Linked DNA regions of Gossypium hirsutum: region 1 is linked to region 2. A link is a contact called in public Hi-C data. All regions are on one chromosome and are shown on one strand. The core of a region is the stretch at or near the end of the contact, and the rest is flanking DNA. Distances in the headings are between cores, read along the strand shown.

The links. A called contact is a pair of places that touch in the nucleus more often than the background predicts.
Region 1: a Hi-C map of leaf shows a contact between it and region 2, with 2.9 times the contacts expected there. The contact joins the enhancer-like site here to the promoter of LOC107912701 in region 2. A contact is called at or near these places in 6 of 34 Hi-C or Micro-C datasets (callus, leaf and seedling).

Annotation. Positions count from the first base shown.
Region 1 is chrA11:21,508,980-21,512,288 of Gossypium_hirsutum_v2.1, forward strand. No RefSeq gene overlaps it. Among protein-coding and RNA genes, the nearest start is that of LOC107912709, 17 kb to the right of the region's middle. Within about 2 kb of position 2,047, at least 4 of the 9 cell types and tissues checked have an H3K27ac peak or open chromatin away from gene starts, as enhancers often do. A contact at or near this core is called in leaf, where this site is marked.
Region 2 is chrA11:21,391,995-21,395,652 of Gossypium_hirsutum_v2.1, forward strand. It overlaps LOC107912701 (putative disease resistance protein RGA3), which reads left to right and starts at 1,508. Exons shown (of 3, transcript XR_005904920.1): 1 at 1,508-3,658.

The DNA.
Region 1 (3,309 bases), core at 797-3,296, 120 kb after region 2:
ATAATATTTATTCATTCACCAAATAATAATAATATTTATATTTATTGATAATATTAATATAAATTTATCCCTTAAATCGTATTTTAGTATCCGTCACTATTTATATTAATATAAGAAATATTTTAATTATCAAGAACTTTACTCAATCAAATTCAACCTACTAAACTAAACAAAGAATGGGTATGTATAAGCTTAACCTATATATATATAAATTTGTCATCAACAAATTAAGCTACCATGAATTTGACTAACTGGTTGCTGCCAACTAGTCTTTAGAAGCATCACCTTGCAGTTTCTTTTCCCACCTCTCAAAGTATTATATGCATATAAACAATTAATAAAATAAATAATATTTATATCCAAATAGAGTAAGTTTCAAACCTAATTAAACAACCTATGGTTTTGGTAACCGCTATATATAATAATTAGTAGAATAGGAAAGGGTTGTACATTCTTGAATTTGAATCCTCACTTATAGAGTTATACAAAAGTGGTTAAAGTATTATAGAGGTCTTTTATTAGAAGTGAAATTATATTTTATTTTTTTATTTAAAAATAAGTAAATTAGTATTTATATGTTGGATCAAATAGTAATTTGGTAAAAATCCATTCAATTTTACTCAGTTTTTAACAGTAGAAATGGATGAAATTAACAGAAGAGCCGGTTTACTTTTTAATCTAATGTACAAGGACTAATTTGTTCTTTTTTTAATAAAGGAAGCAAAATGCAATCCAAATCTTAATATAAAAACTTCTATAATACTTTTATCTACAAAATTTGAATCTTAAATATTTCAATGTCATATTTTAAGAGTAGCCATGAACAAACTAAGCTCAATAATGAGTTCAAAACTATAAATAATTTGAAGGTTTTAACTTTGATCAAAACAATGTAACAAAATACATATAAACATAATTCTCATAGTTACTTTTGTGAACTTATGATTCATATGTTTATACAATTCCAAAATATAATCGTAACGAATTTCAATTAATTTTCACATTCACATTTTTGCCTACCCATTTATATTTAAATTCAAAATCTCAAATTTATATTCTAAAAAAGAAATTTTACAAGACGAGTTTTTTAAGTGACATATTAGGCTTTCGTCACCAAAACAATGCATACGTCAAGATATTTTTATAAGACATTAGTAAAAATTCATCAAAAATGTTTTAGTCATTGTATTATGATTAAGTTTCGGATTCAATTATTGTACCCTAATTTAATTATTTTTAATCTTTATGTAATATTATCACATGTATTATATAATGTCAACTTATTATTTTCATGTAATATTAAAAATGTGTCATTTGAGTTAAGGGTTTAATAGCTACTTATAGAGTTATGATTGGAATTTTGAATATATAAAAAGTAAGTGGGCTAAAATAATATAATTAGAGAATATAGACTAAATCCACAACTTACGCATAGTATGAGATTAATAATAGAATTTGACCTAATGAATTAATCGCTATCATTTGGGTTAAGACTAAAATTTAAATTTTAAAAAGTTTAAAAACTAAAATTAATCAAATTAAAGTACAAAAACTAAATTCACGACTTACATATTTTACAAGAATTAATAATAAAATATAACCATCAAAACTCTTACTTTAGTGTCTTGAAAATATTATGTCAAGATTAGAGAGGGACGGAAATACTTTTAGTCTCCCCGTAAAAATATAAATTTGATGTATTGATAATATATAATTTAAATGGTACATTATTAAATTTAAGACTATTTTTAAGGTTTTTATCATATAAAATTTAAATAAAACGAAATGTATATTTATTATAGATGAATACAAAAAAAATATTATAGTCAATAATCTTTATATTTAGTGACAAAAACATTATATTATAAACATGAAATTTAAATTCGATCCGAGCAACCCTATACTCCTCCGATTATTAAAAGAAAAATTTACTATAAATAGTCATTGAGAATAAATTATATAAAAAAGAAATAAAGTCGTAAAACTTCTGTACATGGTAATGGACCCATTTAAATGGGGTGGTTAAGGACATGTCTGGACCATTGCCTTGAAGTTCAAAAAATTTTCAAAGTTCAGATAATGTTCATTGGTGACAATTCCGAGGCAATTGACAAAGAATTTGCTTCCCAAAAGTTGGACTCTAATTTATGTGTAAACTATAAAATATTGGTCAACGAAACTAGAATTATATTGAATTGTATGTATTGGTCTACCAAATAACAAACAGTCAAATATCTATTTTCTTTGTTCGAAGTTATAAAATCTAATTTTTGGACAACATATTGGATTAAATTTTCATAACCTTCCCCTTTTTTCCCCTATGCTGCATAAATAGATTTCTTCATGATGTTTGTAGACAAGTATATCGTGTTACATTTTACGTCATATTAATAATTATTTTTTTGTGTTTTAAGTGTCGAAAATGATAAGATGTAGTTTTTTATTGCATATAGCCGCAGATTTGTTCATGAACACAAGCAATATTTTTTTACCCGTAATTGATTGGGTTTAAGGATATTTCACATTTCAGACCAAAAGGATTTGAATTACTATTTATGCAATAAATTTTTTTATTTATTTAAGCTTAACTACAAAATTGATATAAAAATCTTAATATTAGTTTGAAAGTGAAAAGTGAAATTAACACCTCTACTAAAAAACTAGTTAATCCCCATACTTTCACCTAAGTAAACCATATATAAATATACTGGCCTGAATATCAAATAATGACGTGAAAATAATAAAACATATGATGTGGGCAAAAGAAATAATAAAATACTTGAAATATGAACAAAATACCACAAATTTGATGGCATTTTAAACAATAGTATGTTTAAGCAACACAGTGGACTTGCATTTTCGACAAAATAGTATTAGACCTTCCTTCCCAAAGCTTATTTTACTTACCACTATGACGACTTAATGACATAATGAGCAATCATAAAGAACTGAATCTATTGAACATCTACCGAGGATGGGTAAAACCGAAACCAGATCAAGCCGATGCAAAGACCGAATCATCAAACAAGAGTTGGTGACATATTTAGAAGGAAAATGAGTCACTTCAAAGAAAGCTGACTCGAAAATCTCTTCCATGAGTTCAGCTTCTTAGAATATCTATTCAAAGTAATACATTCTATTGTACTTAGTTCTAAGTAAATCCCAAAATTATATCAGGCCGATGCAAGATCGAATCATAAAAAGCAAGAGCTAGCAACATATTTAAACGGAAAATGAGTCACTTCGGAGAAAGCTGATTCAGACTTTCCTTTAAGTGAAAAGTAAAGATCCATGAATTCAGCTTCTTAG
Region 2 (3,658 bases), core at 258-2,757:
AAAAAAACCCTTTTCTTTTCCTCTCATTTTTAGATTAGACTTTTGTTTCTTTTCTTTTTAGAATATATTTTAATTTTTGTTATTTTCTATTTCTTCTTTTCTTGAAAACTTTACAAAAGAGAGATGATCAAACTCTTGGTTTTCATAAATTAAATTCGGATTTTCTAATTGACAATTGCACCACTTGAGTGTACATTAGACATCTTCAGTTTGTCGAACCAATGGACATACCACTTGCTAAATCAAAAAGCGAAATTTATACAAGTCAACTATGAATAAAAATGCCATCCACTAACACATTAATATTAAGGGTACAAATGAATTTCAATAGCCTCACAAGGCATCATATATTCCCGGGACATTCAACCAATAAATTGTACCCTCCACCTGTTACTTGCAACAACTATCACCCTGGGGATAACTTGTGGATAGTCTCGAATTAGGTCACTTTATAACCTATCTCTCGACTAAGGGGAGACTATTGTTATATTCCTACCCCAATTTGGACTTGGTTGGGTATTACTTAATAGGGGGACTCCTTTCCACACAAAAACCTAAAACGCTAAGTATTGATCTTGAGCCCGTTTACTTCTCCAGCTGTCGCCCCTAGAATGGGTGAATTGGCCTCCTTTGACACCACCCCCTCCTCTTTCTCCACTTCTGTATCACAATATATATATAATGATAAATTTAGAGTAAATTATTATAATTATATATTTTATAATTTTTTAAATAATTTTAGTAATTTTTTTAATTTTTTAATTTTGCACTCATTCAAAATGAATTTGGGTTACCATTTGTCCAAATTCATTCTATATGCTTGTTTTAATTAGTTTTTTTAATTTGTAAAATATATTTTAAATTTTTTTTTGCTGACATCAGCATGTCACGTAAGCATACTATTACATAACATCTTTTGGTGGCTTTCATCTACCGCGTTAGCATGTTAACAGTCAAACTGGTCAGCTAAGGGCTCAAATGAATACAACTATTTCATAAAGGCTCAATTAATTTTTAAATTTTTGATTGATGATCTATTTGACCCTTAAACCTTTAAAAAAATTATTTTTACATTTAATATTTTTATAATGAAATTATGAAAGGGATAGATAAGTGAACTCTTGCACCGGTCTAGCTCTACTTCGCTCCAGTTTTTTATTGGTTTTTAAATTTGTATAAAAAGTAAGTTATGATTTTGGTTTAACCATTAAAAAAGAAATTATTGATGTTTGCCAACATAACATTTTCGAATAATGATTAGTTCTTGTGGATTATGTTATTCTGGTTTGGGAGATGAGATGGGAAATATATGTCATAAATTCTTTGAAGTTTTCTACATGTATTTTGAATATTATATAGTCAATTTGTTTATTATTATTTTATTAATTATTATTAGCGATAGCAGTGATAATGTTCTACCAAAAACAAATATTAACCATTAAATATACTCCATTCTTATATAAAAATCAATTACCAGGTAAACAATCAACTCACCAAACTTCATAATTAGTCTTTGTATTTTACACCACCTACTTTCCCTCTTTTTCCACATTAAAGATATGGCGCCTTATTTGGCTTACAAAGTCAAGTCAATGCAGTGTGGAACCAACTTTATGTGCCATTATTTTCTTATCTTTGATTATCCGCAATCCATCCACCGTTGTTTCTTTGTTACCAAATTCTTCTTCAGTTTCCAATTATTGTTGCTTTGCTGATCACGAAATTTTAGGAGAGAGTAGAAATGGCGGACGCATTTGTTTCGGCTTTTGTGAATACCATTTTGGACAAATTGACCTCCTTGTCCCTGGAGCAGATCGGCCTTGCGGGCAGCCTCAAAACAGAGCTTGACTGTCTGGAGAGCACTCTATCTACAATCCAAGCCGTGCTCCTTGATGCCGAGAAGAAGCAGTGGAAGAGTGAAGCTATCAAGAACTGGCTTGGAAAGCTCAAACAAGCAGCTTATCATCTGGAAGATGTGCTCGATGACTTCAAAGAAGAAGCTCGGAACCGTAGCCTGTGTAAGGATGCAAGAAGCAAGGTATCCACCTTCTTTTCTCCTCGGAACCCACTTGTGTTTCGGTTACAAATGGCACGTAAATTTAAGAATGCTAGAGAGAAATTAAATGCCATTGCTGAGGAGAAAAGCAAGTTCCACTTGAGAGAGGGTGTAGGAGAAGCTGAGATCGAGCAGAATGAAGACAGGCAAACCAGCTCCCTTGTGGACGAGTCTGAAATACTAGGCAGAGCAGATGAGAAGGAAGAGATAGTTAGCATGTTACTTAGCAATGCGAGTCACCATGATGATCTCTCTGTGTATGCAATATGCGGCATGGGAGGTCTTGTAAAGACCACACTTGCTCAATTGGCTTACAATGATGAAAATGTTGCAAAAGCCTTTGATATGAGAGCTTGGGTGTGTGTATCCGATGATTTTGATATAAAACGGTTGACTAAAACTATTGTGGAATCCATTGAAGGGAAGTTATGCGATATCCAAGAGTTAGATCCCCTGCAACGGCACTTAGGAGAAAAGCTTGTTGGGAAACGATTTTTGCTTGTATTGGATGATGTGTGGAATGAATACCGTGACAAGTGGGTTAGGCTGAAGCAAGCGCTACGGAGTGGACGAAGAGGAAGTACAATCATTGTCACAACTCGACTTGAGAAAGTGGCTCTTATGATGGCTACAGATCCTTTCCAACGCCTGGGATGTTTGTCAGATGATGATTCTTGGTCCTTGTTCAAGCAAAGAGCTTTTGTAATGGGAATGAATGAGGGTAATGTCAACCTGGAAATGATTGGGAGGCAGATTGTGCAGAGATGCGGAGGGGTACCTTTGGCAATTACGGCCATAGGAAGCATACTAGGTTCCAAAAGTCAAGAAAGTGAATGGTTACGTGTCAAAGATAGCGAGATATGGGGTTTGGAAGATGAGGGAAAAAGAATCTTGGCTGTGTTGAGGTTGAGTTATGAGCATCTTCCACCATATATGAAACAATGCTTTTCATTTTGCTCAATATTTCCTAAAGATTCTGTCATGGAAAAGGACGAGCTGATAGGACTATGGATGGCAAATGGATTTATTCCTTCTCGGGGACAGTTGGATTTGCATGATATGGGTTGTGAAATATTCTCTGAATTGACTCGAAGGTCCTTTTTCCAAGAGATCAAAGAGGATGTTGATGGAACTGTTACATGTAAAATGCATGATTTAATCCATGACGTTGCAACATCAATTATGGGTCATGAATGCTACGCAATTGAGCTTAATGAGAGGTCGAAAATACCAAAAACTGCTCGTCACTTGTTTGTTCATAAAATAAGTTCGTCAACAAAATTTATGGACTTATCCAAATTGCAACCATTGCGTTCTTTAATCGTTGGCCGCCGGTTCGACTTTATTGATAACCTCTCTAATCCTTCCCATTTCTTCAGTAAACAAAAGCATCTGAAGGTGTTGGATTTTGGTTATGGTTTTAGCAGTATTGCATTTGGAAGTTTGAAACAGCTAAGGTATTTACGCCTTCATGATGATACTATGAAAACTCTACCTGAAGCAACAAGCTCCCTTCATAACTTGCAGACACTAAATCTCCAACGGTGTTATCGTCTTGAAATGTTACCAAAAGGTATGAAGCACTTGAAAAACCTTAGGTAC